Linked DNA regions of Mus musculus: region 1 is linked to region 2. The links are chromatin contacts, called in public Hi-C maps. All regions are on one chromosome and are shown on one strand. The core of a region is the stretch at or near the end of the contact, and the rest is flanking DNA. Distances in the headings are between cores, read along the strand shown.

Region 1 (2,700 bases), core at 136-2,635, 920 kb before region 2:
CTAGCCCAGCTTTGGCTCCTCTCCAAATCTCCCTGTCCATACAAGGTTTAAGGGGCAGGAACTGGTGAATTGTTCACTGAGTGTTCCAGCCTATACTGTGTGGACTATGCTAGTCACTCAGTAGATACTTAATGAAACAATAAAAATCATGATGACCACTCTGATCCAGGAGAACTTGCTGAAGGCTAAAATCAAGAGGTGTCTACAAACTCAGCTCTGTGTAGAACAGACACTTCATTCCAATCTGACCGGGAACTTGACTCATATGTCTTATTCTATACATTTTCCGAACTGAAATTCCGTTGTCTGAGTGGAATGTGTGTGGGGAGAGGTGGGCTGTGGTGGGCAGAGCTGGAGAAAGGCATTCATAAAGGAGGATGATGGGAAATATATGTGGCCGAGCTTAGTGATCAAAGGAAGAGTTGTATTTTTCTTTCTATAACAATGAAGAGAAATGGAAAAAAAAACCCAGCATTTTGTATTTGGGCTTGTATGTGCTGTTCATTTTAGAGTCTGCTCGAAGGAAAGAAAGAGCGGACACTTATACAGAAATTTTAAGTACATCATTTGAACGTTAGAATTCATTTTCCATTTAAAATGTTTAAAAATTTTAGCAATTATTAAGACTAGTGGCTTAACAACATTTTCTTCCTGAGTAAATACTAGAGACTTTAACATTTCCAGGGAATAATAACATGGTATATGGAAGCAGCATTTGTTCAGAATAGCCCACCCTCCTATATTATGTTTTTATTTTAAAATTTTAAATAATTTGATTGATTTGTGAGCATCTGAGAGTGTGTGTGCGCATATGCACATGTGTGTGCGTTTGTGTGTGTGTCTGCAAGTTTGATGTCTGTTATATCAAAATCATGTCTGTTATATCAAAAGATTGTTATGAGATTGTTGAAATTTTAAAATTTAATTATTCCATTATATCATGTAACATTTGAAATTAATGTTTGAAGCAGTCATAGTTAATGGAAGCATTGCAAGTGTTCTTTTTAAATTAATGTATTATCATGACATGTTTTAAACTTTTATTTTTTTATTGCTTTTACTCATCAAAACAGACCTGTCTTATAATTCACAGATTAGCATCATGATTTGTAAAATTCTCCATTTTCAAAGAATGGGTTTACATGTTCTTTCAGTCATCACATAGATATGCCCACCACCATCATGTGTTTTATACAAACTAAAATCCCTCTGTGCCATGATGCATTGTTAGTAACCTTGCAGAATCACCCACAAAATGGGTCTGTCGTGATTGGTCGCTGAACAACCAAAAAAGATGTTGCTTGGAAATATGCAAGATGGGTGTCACCATGGAAACCTGCCCTTGTGAGGTCCTTCTAAGGAGCAGGGCTTTGCAGTCACCATGGCGACCCTGGCAGAGAACTGAATATAGCAATCTGCCTTGTTGTTTACCATGGCAACTGAGACAGGGCCACTTTGTAGATAGCATTGGGGCCATTTCTATGGAGACCTCCTGAGGCTGCCTTTGGCAGTCTTATCAAACCCACATTGGGATAGGATATCACATGCACACCCAATAAGCAACAGTGGGCAATTTCTTATGATAAGCAGAGTAAAATGATGCTCCTACCAAGTAGTCAAAAATTAGGGGGATAGTAGTGACTCCATAGAAAGACAACCACAGAGTAACACGGATTGGATCAGGCGACCTTTAGTGGGCTTGCATGATACACAATACCAGGCTCTAGTCATTTTACATCACTTGTAACCATATCTGTAGGCTAACTAATAATGAGAGTGTGCTTTTGCACTTACCACCCAAGTTATTGTAAAGCAGCTGCAATTTTGAGTTTGTGGTCTGTAGTTCTCTCGAGGAAGCCAATGAATGGTTTCAAAATGGTCTCTGCTTCCTAGAGGAAGAATACTCTTTTCAAATTCAGGTCAGCTGTTTACTGAAAGTTTTGTTGTTTATGCTTTGGAGTTAGATAGCCTTACATACAGATGCTAGCTCACCTACTTATTAACTACGTCATAGGACACATTTACAGCTTCTTATAGCCTCCTTTTACACTGGGTATATTTGCAGAAATTATTAGCAGCTTTGTAATAGGCTTGCTAAAGACTGATGATACGATGCTAGTAAATTGCTTATATTGTAGCACACACACAGTATTTTTTGCCTGATGTTATTTTGATGCCATGTAGAGAAGAGATATTTATGTTAGGTCCTGAATAATGACAAATACGTTATTCATTGTTGTGCAAGGAGAATGCTTTTTTTTTCTTTTGAAAACCAGATCATATAACTTTTTATATTATTCATTTTATTTATTTACATTTTAATGATACCCCCTTCCCCATTTCTCCTCCACAAATCCCCCATCCCATCCCCCTTCCCTTTGCCTCTTTAAGGGTGCTCCTCCTCCCACTCACCCACTCCCCCCTCACTGCTCTAGCATCCCCCTTTGCTGGAGCATCAAACTTTCACAGGACCATGGGCCTCCCCTGCCACTGATATCAGATAAGGCCATCCTCTCTACATATGTAGCTGGAGCCATGGGTCCTTCCATGTGTACCTTTTGGTTAGTGGTTTAGTCCCTGAGAGCTTGGAGGGATTTGGTTGGTTGATATTGTTGTTCTTCCTATGGGGTTGCAACCCCCTTCAGTTTCTTCATTGCTTCCCTTAACTCTTCCACTGGGGACCCAGGGCTCAGTCTGATG
Region 2 (2,700 bases), core at 35-2,534:
GGGCTTCTGTGTGTAACAGCCCTGGCTGTCCTGAAACTCTCTTATAGACCAGATTGGCCTTGAACACACAGAGATCCTCCTGCCTCTGCCTCCCAAGATCTGGGATCCACACCCAGCTGTCCGTTATGTAAAATCCTTTTTCTTCAATTTAATTTATGTATTTACATCCCAAATGCTGCTCCCCCCCCCCAAGCCTCTCCTCACAGGGTTCCTCCTCTCATCCCATCTCCCCTTCACCTCTGAGAGGGTACACCTCCATCTTAAAGGACTAATAAAAAAAATTTTTCTTTTGAAAAATGCATTATATTGCCCTTGGCATCAGAAGTCCAGCAAGTTCACCTATCTGCAAACTGTACCTAAGCAAACCTTAACAAAAAAGGTGGAAACCCTTTCCTGAAAAGAACTTTTCCTTGTCTGTTATTGAACAGGACTGGTTAAGACATATGTTTTAGCCTTTAGTGGCTTACAATGGAAAACTGAAAGAAATTTTTTTCATATAGATTTAAATTGTTGCTGTGTCATTTCTCCAGTGTGAGGATGGAGGCATGGCTTCACACACTCTGCTCAAGCACGGTGCCACTGAGCCACATCTCCAGACCTTTTTCTTTTGAAATAAATTCATTCTCAAGGGATAGTATAAACCGTAATGTGCCATTCATTGACCATGAGCACAGGAAATTCCTACCTGAACCCTGTGCTATTTTTAGCTAAAATCTATGTAGAGAAAATCAGAACGTTTTCACTTTATTGGTTAGAAATAAAAGCATGGAGCTGGGGTCATTACTCAGAGATGAAGATGGGGTTCTGGGGCCAAGCAGAAATGATATCATCAGCTGAAAAAGTATCTGAAAAATAAAATATATTCTACCAATTATTTTGCTTGTTTCCTTTGCCTAAGAAAATTATCTTCATTTGCAGCAGGGTCAGAAGGATACAAAAGAAAATATCAAACAGTCATTATAAATAATCAAAGAAAACAAATAAAAGTTAAGTCAGAAAGTATTAACACCAGTCATTAAGTTTCTAGCACCTATTACAGAGAGAGAGAGAGAGAGAGAGAGAGAGAGAGAGAGAGGGAGAGGGAGAGGGAGAGGGAGAGGGAGAGGGAGAGGGAGGGAGGGAGGGAGGGAGAGAGAGAGAGAGAGAGAGAGAGAGAGAGAGAGAGAGAATTCAGAGCATATGATGTAAGGAAATAGTCCCATAATAAAAACACTTAGTGGCAACAGAACAAATGAGTCCTCCGGTATTACAGCGCCACCCACTGGCTGTAAGTCCTCACAGCAGAGATAGAAAATACGGAGTAGGAGGAAACACACGGCCTGTGCTGTCACTAGAGCACCAGGGATGTCTTCCAAAGGAACCCATCCATGTTAGTGTATCTTCAAGAGACAAGAACACTTGCTGGATCCGTTCACAAGGGTGAGGTTTAGCAACTGAGAGATTCGCAGCTTTGTTCTAGCTCCTATAAGGACTGATCTCACGGCTGAAACAGGACATAAGATGTCGTTTCAGCTCCACAAAGGAAAAATAAATGAGATCTCTAATCAGGGGCACCTACCTGCATTTAACTGCTAAAGGAAATATAGTATCCGTAATATAACTACATGTTAAGGAAATGCCCACTGAATAAATCAACAGCTACCTTTAGACAGAAATACTGAACACAAAGGAGAAAATCTCCTAACTGCTGGTCGGAAAACGTGTTTAGTTTTTTTTCTTGTAGGTTTTACTTGTTTGGTGTGTGTGTGTGTGTGTGTGTGTGTCTGTGTGTGTGTGTGTCTGTGTGTCTGTGTGTGTGTGCGCATAAAATCAAAATGTAGTAATTTTTTTTTAAACTCTAAGACAAAATCTTTTAAATAAACTAGTCAAACATAAATGTAGTCTTTAAAGTACCATAGCAGCATCGTCATGAAAATTACAGTTCCCTTAAAACCAGATATAGTGGTGCACACCTGTAAACCACCCAGGAAACAGAGGCAGGCAGATCAGAGGTTCAGGGTTATCTTTGGTTATACAACTGGTTAAAGGCCAGCCTGGGCTACACCAAACCTGTCTCATTCCCAAAGACACAATCTCCATTTATTCTTTCTTTTCTCTTTTTTCTTTCTTTCTTTCTTTCTTTCTTTCTTTTTTTTTTTTTTTTTTTTTTTTGCCTGAGATAATTGTCTTCATCTGCTATCCATTCCAGTTTACAGTTTTAAATCTGGCATGAGATGCTGAGAGTCATGTCATCTCAGGTACAATGTTCCCTTAGGGATGCAGAATTACACATAAAGGCCCAGGTTATTTAGCCCACTTGAATGTGAGCTGGGAAACCCAGACTTCAGCGTTCCTCGATAGCGATGCCCATGGGTCTTCGGACTTAGTAGGTGCTGCAGGTGGTCGGCACAAGCTTCAGGTCTCTCCTCATTTTAATGATCATCATGACCCAGGCCCACAAAAAATAAAAAATAAAAGTCTTTTTGTGCTCATATGTGGTTGATTGCAGATAAGAATATCGAGAGAAAAATCACATTCCCACATATGTAAACGGCCAACACCACCTTCTTAAAAACATGACCCTGAAATAAAAACTGAGATTTAGCCAAAAGCACCGTCACTAATGTCTGTGTCGATAAGCAAGAGAAGAGAATCTCACCTCTGCTTCTGCGACAGTCAGTGACTGAAGGATTTGAATCCTATCGTTGTCCAGTATTTCAA

What was found. Hi-C and Micro-C count contacts between places; a contact is called where the count stands out from the background.
Region 1: a Hi-C map of cortical neurons shows a contact between it and region 2. The contact joins two enhancer-like sites.

What each region holds. Positions count from the first base shown.
Region 1 is chr3:117,825,661-117,828,360 of GRCm38.p6, reverse strand. The region is part of intron 7 of Snx7 (sorting nexin 7); the gene reads left to right. Among named protein-coding and RNA genes, the nearest start is that of Gm52614, 29 kb to the left of the region's middle. Within about 2 kb of position 1,385, at least 29 of the 459 cell types and tissues checked have an H3K27ac peak or open chromatin away from gene starts, as enhancers often do. A contact at or near this core is called in cortical neurons, where this site is marked.
Region 2 is chr3:116,902,930-116,905,629 of GRCm38.p6, reverse strand. It overlaps Frrs1 (ferric-chelate reductase 1), which reads right to left. Exons shown (of 17, transcript NM_009146.3): 16 at 2,639-2,700; 17 at 1,880-2,561. The coding sequence ends at 2,469. Among named protein-coding and RNA genes, the nearest start is that of Frrs1, 43 kb to the right of the region's middle. Within about 2 kb of position 1,284, at least 26 of the 459 cell types and tissues checked have an H3K27ac peak or open chromatin away from gene starts, as enhancers often do. A contact at or near this core is called in cortical neurons, where this site is marked.